3 separate regions of the Sus scrofa genome follow, and all the other regions are linked to region 2. Evidence: chromatin contacts called from public Hi-C and HiChIP or PLAC-seq data. All regions are on one chromosome and are shown on one strand. Each heading gives the region's core, a stretch centred on a gene start, on an enhancer-like site or on the middle of the called end of the contact. The rest is flanking DNA. Distances are from core to core; before and after follow the strand shown.

Region 1 (3,300 bases), core at 269-2,768, 160 kb after region 2:
GGAGCGGATGGTCAGGCGGGAAATGGGGAGGTTGGGGAGACAAGGTGTAATTAGTCCCCCAGAGGCAGGAGTGGGAGGAGAGAAGCAGCTGTGCCCTGAACAACTCGGAGGAGCAGAACTCCGGGAAGGAGGCATGAGCCGACTTGGACCAGAGGCAAGGCGGCAGAAGGCGGGACTCAATGACTTTTGGGAGAGGCGACCATCGAGGGGAGCGGGGAGCTCTGAACAGAGACTGCCTCCAGGAGGCGGTAAAGCGAGATTCTCTGTCTCCCGGAAGTGCCCGCTGCGTGGCTAGCAGCGTCGGCGCGGTTGGGGGGGGGAACGCTCGCTTGTGTGGTTGCCACGGCAACCGCAAGGGGGCGGCCTTGCTCAACGGTCGGGAATGTAGTCCCTTCCCTGGAGGAAGGAAATCTCGCGCACGCGCGCTCGGGCTGTGGCCCCGACGACCCGCCCCCCCTCTCCGAACAGTGAGAGGTCTCGGTTCAGACCGATCTCTACGCAGGCGCAGAGGCTCTCTCGCGCTCGCCCCTTCCACTTTGCGCATGCGCACAAAGCCGCGCTGGCAACCTCCGCAGCAGCCGCGCGCACTCTTCACTCCGCTGGCTGCTTTTGTCTCGCGAAACCTTCTTAGGCGCTTCTCAACATCGGTCCTTCTTTTCCTCCCATCGCCCCACAGGGAGAGCCGGGTGCTGAGAGCCGAGACCCTGCCTCTTCTTTTCCTTTCCCCTGACCCACCTCGCCTCTGTCCTCCCTCCCTTTTTGGTTCCCGGAGCCGGAAGGAGCCGAAGCGCCCACGGAAAAAGCCGAAGGTGTCTGCTGTGAGTCCTTCCCCAGGCGGTGGCGGAAGGAGCCGAAGTTCTCCGAAAGGGGGAGGAGGTTGCTCTTGGAATCTCCGGAAAGAGCCGAAGTTTGGAAACGGGTTTAATCTCTGGTTGGGCCCGAGGGGGAGCGCCAGAGACCTTCGGAAAGTGCCGAAATCCGGGACGGTTAGGATTGTCGGAAGTGGCCGATTGCTTGGACAGGGCCGTTGGGAAAGAGAGGGTAGAATCCGTGGAAGCAGCCAAAGACGGACGGTTTGAGTTCTTGGAAGAAGCTGAATTCTAAGTGGGGAGTCTGGGTGCTAGGAATGCGAGGACCTACGGAAACATCCGAACGTTGAAGAGCTACTATCCGAAAAGTTACGAAAACCTGAGAAGCCTGCGAAACCCTCGCTTCGGGTGTTTTCGGAAGCAGCCGAAGTCGCCTCTCCCTTCGCTCCTCCACGGTCCGGAAATAGCCGACGCGTTTCGGAGCCAGGCCCTGGGGGGAGGTGCGCCTCGTGGGCGGGCCGGCGGGGAGAGGGGCGGAGCCGGGGCGGGGCTGGGCGGGCGGCAGGGGCTTGATTAGGTAGGAGGCGGTGGAACGCCGGCGGCGGCCGGAAGTAGCCGAAGCAAGCGGCGGAAGTAGCCGAAGCGGCCGGATCGGGCGCGCGGCAAGGCGAGGCGAGAGCTACACAGGGCCCTACGCGGCCGCCTCAGCATGTCGGACTTCGACGAGTTCGAGCGGCAGCTCAACGAGAATAAGCAAGGTGAGGGCGCCGGGGGTGCGGGGCGGCGGGCGGGGCGGCTCTCGGCTTCCCCCTGTGTCCCCCGCCATTTTCCCCCTCGCTTCCCCCCCTTAGGCCCGCACGGCGCCCCCCCACCCCGCGGTGCGCGCCTTACTCACGTGACCGCCCGGCGTGCCGCCGCGCGGGAGGGGAGGGGGCGGCGGGCGCATGCGCGCCGCGTTCGGTTCCGCGCCCCACGTGGCCCCCGGCGCGGGTGGCGCGGGCGCCGCAGGCTGTCGGGAGTCCGTTGCGGACTTATTTTCTATTTTTTTAATTTGGAAAGGAGATTATGTAGATTGGGTCCCGCAACCCCTCCTTTTCTCCCGATGCCCTCGCACTTCCGCTTCCGGCCGGGCCCGCGGCCGGTGTCTCCACGCCCCCTTTGTTCCAAAATGGCGGTTGGAGCCCCCCTTCACGTGGGCGCATGCAGGGCCGCGGTGTGGGCCCTTCTCGCACCGCCGCCCTTCGCGCCTTTCCTGGGGGCTAGTCGCCGGGGTCCCTTCCAGCCTAACGTGGGTGATGCGGTGTCTCCTGGGAGAGGTCCGCACTGTGCGTTTTCAGTGTTCCTCCCGCACGCGGTTCTCCCTCGCGCCGTCGCGCCAGGCACAGTGTGGCGTGTCTGCCCCCCATATCTCCTCAGTTAGACAGGTCCCCTGTTCTGTACGAGCCCACCCTCCGGGCGCCGCGTGTGTCCGCCTTTTCAACGTGGCGATAAAGAGACAGGCTCGGAGCGAGTAGGGAGACTTAGCTCAGTTGGGAGGATGGGAGGCAAAGTCCCTCCGGTGATGCGGAGTCCAAGTAGGAGGCCGAGCTAGTGCCGACTAGTTTGGACACCCCACGAATGTTAGAACAAACTTAGGCCTGGAGGAGGTGGCGAGCGCGAGGCCTAAGCTCCTTGTGGTCAGAGGACTGCACAGGGGGCGGGGGGCGCTGGGGTTCCCCTTTCAGCCCAGTCTGCAGTTGGGAGCAGGTGGCTGGTTTAGGAGGAGACAGCGCCTGGGGAAGACGAAGTCGGGTTTCGGAGTGCCCACGGGGTGTCTGTACACGTTGTAACGCTTCACAGCACAGGCTTTGGAGGGGAGGAGACTTGGCTTCTAGTACCTGCTTTGTTGCTAAGTAGTTGTGGAACTTTAACACGTCTATGCTTTTTTTTTTTTTTTTTAATCCTTTTCTTGTGTGTAGTGGCTGTTAAATAGGTATGTGTCTTTATTACCGGTTTCTGGAGTCAATGGTGATGGCAGTACTGATAGTGCTTTGCTAAGCTTTTACACGGCTTATTTAAGTAGATGGTCAACAGCCGTGGGGGACTGACATGACTTCCTTTCCTTTGCAGAGGAGGAAGCAGGCTCAGAAAGCTTGAAAAACTTTCTTTGGTTTTAGCTGGTGAGAGTTGCAGCTGAGGTTAAGTGAGGTAATGTGTGTACAGTGTGTGGCATACGGTCTGGCATTCGTTAAGTGCCTAACGAGGAGTATTGTGAAATGATCCCTAGTGAAATTTCTTAGGAAGGTAATGGAGAGGCTGCCCTGAGCTGCCTCAGAGGTGGTGTCAGAGTTGGGACAGCAGGGAGAGGTGCTTTCCCAGCGTCATTATCCCATGTCCCACACTTGGGGCGGGATGAGCGTCGTTTAAAAGACCGGGAACACTGAGGTTGGAAGGTACGGTTGCTGTTTTGTGGTTTTATGCAGTTGGTAGACAGAAGAGCTGAAGCTGATCC
Region 2 (3,403 bases), core at 817-3,316:
TAGGAGGAAGAAGAGAGAGAAAACAGACTTTTTGAAAACACAGAGCTGGCCCCTTTCCTTCCCTGTCTCAGCTCTGCCCAGTCCCGAAGGGCTACTCTCTGTCCTGAGGACTAAAAGGTTCCCTGCTCCCTCAAGGCACTGAGGCCCATCCAGGCGCAGCGCCTTTGCCCTGACCCTAACCCTAGTACTACCCTAACCCTACCTGCAGTGCTCTTCTCCTCGTTCGGGTTCATGACCTTAACTCTCCAGGACACAGGAGGGACAGGGTCAGGTGTGGGCGGGGGCGCTGGAATGTCCGAAAGCCTGCGACAGGCGTCCATAGTAATGAGGAGCGCCCCTCTGGGCTGGTAGGAGTGTGGATCGCAACACCCCCTACAGAGAATCATGTGGCCACACTTATCAAAAGTATAGACACACAGACCCTCTGACCCAGAGCACTCACTCCTAAGCATCCTGCAGACACACCTGTGAAATGACACAAAGTTATTCACTGTGGCACAAGGCCATTCATGACAGCACAAGGGTATTCATTATGGGGCTTTCCATAATGGAGCAGAAATAAAGACTAGAGAATAAGCATAGAAATAAATCTAGAAGTTCCCATTGTGTATCATTGACCCCCTAGCCTGGAAACCTCCATATACTGTGAGTGAGGCCCTAAAAAGACAAAAAAAAGACAGAAAAAAAAAAAAGGCGTACTAGTGTGGATAGCAATGCTCTTCTTTGTGCGGAGGGGGGGGGGGGAAGAGATGTGGTGAAGTGTTCCAGTCGGTATCTGGCAGGAACATCGGGAGCATGTGTTCCTGCAGAGACAGACCTCTGAGAGCAGAGTGTGAAGGTCATTTAATTTTCACTGGGTACTGTTCTGTTCCTTAGGAATTTTGGACAATGTGTAACAGGTCCCCTCGTCAGAAATAAATACAATGGGGGGGCAGTGATGAAGGGGCTGCTAGGGGGCCTTCTGGAGTGTGTGTGGTTTCTGGATTTGGATACTGTCCCCACCAAACAGTTCTTTTTACGGCTGCACCCACTGGCATATGGAGGTTCCCAGGCTAGGGGTCTAAATGGAGATGTACCGCCGGCCTACACCACAGCCACAGCAAGGCAGGATCGGAGCCACATCTGCCACCTACACCACAGCTCACAGGGCGGGATCCTTAACCCCCTGAGCCACAACAGGAACCCCCAGACGGTTCTCTTTGTGAAAAGTTATTTGAGCCGTGTCTGGTGATTTGGACGTTTGCCTACCTATGCGGTGTATCTCCAGGGGCTGTGGACCAGGTGGGCAAGGGCAGGAGGACAGGGAGGAGGGGGCAGGACAGACAGATTCCAGGGGTCGAGTCGTGGGGATGGGAGAAGAAGGAAGATCCCTAGGTTTCCAGACTTCCGAGGAAGGCAGGGTCCAGGGACTAGCTGGAGGCCTGGAAAGGGGAACTAATTTGGGGGAGAATATGAAAAAGGTGGGGAAGGGATCTGGGCTGGAGATAGGTTTTGGGGGTGCCCTGGGGGAGTGATAAGAATCTGTGTGTGGAGAGAGTCCAAGGCCAGAGAAGGAGGGGTGGCCCCAGGTGGGCGGCAACCTCAGGAAGGAATGGGCGGTTTCAATCCCCACGAGGCCGGAACCCGGCTGTGTGATCTTAGGCAAGTTTCCCGCTCTGTCTGAGCCTCGGTTTCCTCCTTGGGGAAGTGGGGGCCAAACACATGCGCCACGCAGGGATGGCGCAGAAACTTGGCGGAGAGGCAGAAGCGACCCGAGTCCCTAGCGAGCCCAGGCAAGAGTCCTCCCCCCGCTGTGTGACCTTGGCTCCAGATGTCCCCGTAGCGCTCAGTTTTGTCACCATCAAGGCGGGAGGTCAGCCCCCATCAGCGCCGGAGGGGCCTTACCCGAGAGCGCGGGGACTGAGCCTAGCCCGCCCTACGCGAGTGCGGCCTGGAGTCACTCACCTCTCGCAGGCCAGAGTCCGCCCCCTCAAGTCCTCCCGCTGAGTTCCCAGGCCGGGGTCAATGTGTGGAGCAGTTGGGACACGTGGCCCGCCCCTGCTCGGCCCGCGTCCCGCCCACCCGGGCCGAGCCGCCCAATGGGCACTCGCTTAGCTCTACTCCGCTCACGCTCTCAGCCAATCCTCAAGCGCCGCTACTTCTCCTTCGTGGGGAGGCCGTATGGGCAGGGCTGTTCGTCTTGAGAGCGTGATTGGCCAGCTGGGAGTCCGACCAATGGAGAGGCGTCAGTGGCGTGAGTGGCGGGCCTAAGGCGGAGCCGCGCGGAGTGGACGGCGAATTTGGACTTCGGCTGCGGAGGTGGCTGGGTCGCCCCAGTCCGGCTGTAACTGTCGGACCTCGGGGGCCGAGAGGGAGGGAGGGACGGGTGGTGCCCAGGACGGGGACCTCAGGTTCGATCCCTGGCCCTTCAGTCTAAGAGATCCAAGCACTTTGCAGGAAAGGGTAAAGGCTCGAAGGAGCCGTGAACTTAAGATCCTGCCTCTTCTCGTTTGTTCTCCGTGGTGTGTCAATATCCCCATCTTACAGCGCCTGCTTCCTAGGGTGGCGTTTGCGATAGTTACACCGTTCTTGGAAATGGGGTTGAGAGAAAGACTGAATTGCCCATCAGTCTTGGAGTAAAATCCAAACTCTCCCAATTCATAGTCGCCTTTGTCAGCCTCTCGACCTCACCTCTTCCCATGCGCTCCACTTCAGACACGTTGGCCTCCTTTGCTGTTCCCCCAGTGTCCCACCCCAGGGCCTTTGCCCGAGCTAGTCTCTTTGCCTGGAATACCAGACTTGCACAGGGCCAGCTCCTTCTTGTCATTCAGGGTCTTCTCTGACCACCCTACATCAAGTGGCCCCGCAATCTGGTTGCTGTTTTATTTTCTTCACAAACCTAATTGTGGTCTGGAATTGGAAATTTATCTTGCGTTTAAAAAATGTATGGAGGAGTTTCCATTGTGACTCAGCAGGTTAGGGACGAGCATTGTCTGTGAGCACCCTCGCTCCGTGGGTTAAGGATCCAGCATTGCTGAAAGCCACCGCGTAGGTCGCAGACGTGGCTTGGATTTGACCCCTGGCCTCGAAACTTCAGTGTGCCATAGGTTCAGCCGAAAAGCGGGGGAAAAAGAGATGTGTGGGTGTGCATTTATTTTCAGTCCCCTCATTTTACCCCCACCCCCACCCCATGTGAAGTCCACAAGGGCAGTGATCTTGTCTGTTTTATTCACTTCTGAATCCTCGGCACCGAAACCTGGGCCTGGCATGTAGTAGGTGATCGACAAGTCTTTGGGAATAAGTTAAAGTAGACCAGACACTGGGCAGAGATGAACCAGGGTAAGAGGGACCGGGAAGGACAGTTGCCAAGGAGGTGGGGCTAGGAAGAAAGAAGGAAGAAGCTGGGCGAGGGGGCAGAGAGAGA
Region 3 (3,236 bases), core at 335-2,834, 130 kb after region 2:
CTCAGGTACCAGCGTGGTGTCGGTCACCTTCACCACCTGGATCTCGACGAGGTCGCTCGGGGGGGTGGCCGGGCGGCCATCATCAGGCACCAGGACCTGGGTGAGGGGGAGAAGAAACAGAGGAGCCTGTGGCCTCTGCCTCAAGGCCTCCCCACCTGATTATTAAAACACCTCCCTTTTGTAGCATGCTGGATCCCTCGATTTCTAGATTCAGCTCTCCGCTGCTTCCCCGGCCCGGGATTCTGTTACGTGCCTTTGAAGACTTCCCCTCCCGTCTGAAATGGTCCACAGATCCAGCCATCTCTCTCCTCCATCCCAGTGAAAAGCCAATTACCTCACTGCACCTTTTTTTTTTTTTTTTTTTTTTTTGAGGGGGCCTCCCTCGCAGCAGGCCTATGATCCTGGGCCAGGGATTGAACCCGTGCCACAGCAGCGACCCAAGGTGCCACAGCAGCGACCCAAGGTGCCACAGCAGCAACGCAAGCTGCCACAGCACCAACGTGGAATCCTCGGGCCACTGGGGAACTTCATAAGGCAAACATTCTTTGCCAAGTGTCCTGAACCTCTGACTGCCTCTGGTCCTCTGCCTGGCTCCCTCATAACCCATTTTCCCAAAGCAGCCTTAATGACCTTTTGAAAACGGGAACAGATGGAAGTCATTTTCCCATTCGCAACCCTCCCATGACACCCACTGCACTTAAAATCCAAAGCCTTAATTCATATCCATCACGATCTGCCTCCCGCTTATCTCTCTGGCCCCAGTGTAAATATAAGCCGGCACACAGCTGACTTCTCTCTCGACTAAATTTAGCTCCCCTCCGCGCCGCTCTATCAGCTCACTCTTTATCGAACATAACACAATAAGACTTCTTTATTGTCTCTCTCCTCTTCTGGGCTGCAAGCTCCAAGAGGATAGTTTATTTGCCGCCTTCACCTCTCCATCTGTCTAGCCCAAGTGGGAGCACAGTAAATGTCTGCTGAATGAAAGACTGTCCTCAGATACGCTCTCAGCCTGAGTGGGGTCCAAAGGCAGCTGGAGCAGGCACTTCTGCCCCCAAATCCTCTCTTGGGTAGCACTTAGACTCTTGCAGAATCATCCCCCTACCCCGAAGTGGGTGACCCAACCATAACCCCACACCCTTCTCTTCCAGGGTCACCTTCCCAACCTTCCACCCAGGTTCCGGAACCCTAAAATTCATGAGGTCCCGCCCTCTGAAGGCTCCGCCCCCTCATTAGACAAACTCAATCCCTCGGACTCCTCGCTCGGGTGGATCCCTCTCCAGTTCTGACTTGGCCCGCCCACCCTCCTCCTCCGGCCACGCCCCTCCAACCTCACACCGCCCCCACGAGAAGCCCCGCCCCCAGGGCCATAGCCCTAAATACCTCCCCCGCCCAGCTCTAAGCCCCACCCCCACCCCTGCGACCTCCTGCCGCCTAGAGCCCCCGCGCCGGGGCCCTTCCTCGCCCGCACCAGGTCCGGAGGTTCCGGGGATCGCGGCTCCGGGCCCGCTGAGCTCAGACTCGGCGACTCCGGGCGCGCGGCAGCCATCTTGTCCCCAGGCCCCGCCCCCAATGCCAGAGGTCAATCCGGAGGGGGTGGGGCCTAGGCTGGCGTCGGGGCCCCGCGCAGGCGGCCTGGAGGAGGGGCGGGGCTTCCCGGGAGCTGGCTCTCTCCATCCCCAGGGAGAAAGTGGTGAATTTCTTCCTAATTGCCTGTCAGTGCCCCCAAGAGACAGCCTGCGTGGGGCGCTGGGGTGGCTCTGAGCTAATTCTTTTGTGTACGTGTCTTTTTAGGGCGAACCCGCAGCGTATAGAGGTTCCCAGACTAGGAATCGAATCGCAACTGCACCTGCCGGCCTGCACCACAGCCACAGCAACGCTGGATCCTTAACCCCCTGAGCGGAACCACGGATCCCTCCTGATTTTGTCGGGTTCGTTTGTGCCAGGCCACGACGGGAACTCTCCTGTGAGCTAATTCTAATTTCTTTTTTTTTTTTTTTTTTTTGGTCTTTTTGCTATTTCTTGGGCCGCTCCCACGGCATATGGAGGTTCCCAGGCCAGGGGTCTAATCGGAGCTGTAGCCACAGGCCTACGCCAGAGCCACAGCAACGCGGGATCCGAGCCGCGTCTGCAACCTACACCACAGCTCACGGCAACGCCGGATCGTTAACCCACTGAGCAAGGGCAGGGACCGAACCTGCAACCTCATGGTTCCTAGTCGGATTCGCTAACCACTGCGCCACGACGGGAACTCCCTAATTTCTCTTTTTAATCTCCATGAGTAGGCTCTGGCGGTCACTTGACACCAGAATTGAACAACCTTTGTTGTGTTCACACTACACGTTTTTGTGGTCACCTACTCCCTGGTTCGAGATAACTCAGTGAGGCAAAGGTTACAAATGTAAGGACTTTTAAGTCCCTTTGCAAAAATATACTGAACCGACTGCCACACTAGTGGTACTGGGATTCATTAGCAAGTATCCACAGGTTGTGTGAAGTTTGGGAAATGCGCCTTTGAAGGCAAGAGCCCAAGGGCAGGGGTTTTCGGCAGTTACAAGGACAGGGCTGAGGGCTCAGCTGTCCAGTTACTCGTTCCTTGGCCCGGCTGTGTGACCTTGGAGAGGTCATCGCGCTACTTCTGACCATGCCTGCATTTATGCATACATCTGTAGAGGGTTGCGAAACCCACTAAAACAGAGAGATGCGAGATCGCTGGAACACTCTTAAATTGTTTTCCTGGAAGGGCAGGGTGGATGACTGAACGTGACGATCATGCGCAAATTCGGTTCTCCCTCTTTAGGGAACATGATAGGGTTGTATTTTCCTTTGCAGTTAGACGTGGCCACGTGGTTTTCTTTGCCCAGTGAAATGACAGTGGAAGCGGTAGGTGTCCACTTCAGCACAAGGTAAGAGTCTGCTGAAATGTTCACCGCTTTTTGTTCCTGCTTGGGAATCTGTTTCCATTAGACGAAATTCCAGGGTGTGTGACCAGAACCTGGTGCAAGTCTTCCTCGGATAGATAGCATTTAAAATACTCATTTGGGGAGTTCTCTTCGTGGCTCAGTGGTTAACAACCTGACTAGGATCCATGAGGATGCATGTCTGATCCCTGGCTTTGTGCAGTGGGTTAAGGATCCGGCGTTGCCGTGAGCTGTGGTGTAGGTTGCAGACGTGGCTCAGATCCCGCGTTGCTGTGGCTCTGGCGTAGGCCGGCAGCTACAGCTGCGATTCACCCC

The links. A called contact is a pair of places that touch in the nucleus more often than the background predicts. HiChIP or PLAC-seq counts read pairs in DNA pulled down with a chosen protein or histone mark.
Region 1: an H3K27ac HiChIP or PLAC-seq map of alveolar macrophages shows a contact between it and region 2. The contact joins the promoter of U2AF2 here to the promoter of ISOC2 in region 2. A contact is called at or near these places in 1 of 47 Hi-C or Micro-C datasets (heart right ventricle) and 1 of 2 datasets of contacts at active chromatin or transcription factors (alveolar macrophages).
Region 3: a Hi-C map of liver shows a contact between it and region 2, with 4 times the contacts expected there. The contact joins the promoter of ZNF784 here to the promoter of ISOC2 in region 2. A contact is called at or near these places in 2 of 47 Hi-C or Micro-C datasets (epiblast stem cells and liver) and 1 of 2 datasets of contacts at active chromatin or transcription factors (alveolar macrophages).

Annotation. Positions count from the first base shown.
Region 1 is chr6:59,772,672-59,775,971 of Sscrofa11.1, forward strand. It overlaps U2AF2 (U2 small nuclear RNA auxiliary factor 2), which reads left to right and starts at 1,519. Exons shown (of 12, transcript NM_001315804.1): 1 at 1,519-1,567. The coding sequence starts at 1,519.
Region 2 is chr6:59,607,593-59,610,995 of Sscrofa11.1, forward strand. ISOC2 (isochorismatase domain-containing protein 2) reads right to left here and starts at 2,067. Exons shown (of 6, transcript XM_021095040.1): 1 at 1,945-2,067.
Region 3 is chr6:59,739,781-59,743,016 of Sscrofa11.1, forward strand. It overlaps ZNF784 (zinc finger protein 784), which reads right to left and starts at 1,585. Exons shown (of 2, transcript XM_003356071.4): 1 at 1,472-1,585; 2 at 1-96. The coding sequence starts at 1,549. It overlaps ZNF581 (zinc finger protein 581), which reads left to right and starts at 1,632. Exons shown (of 5, transcript XM_021095062.1): 1 at 1,632-1,715; 2 at 2,833-2,906.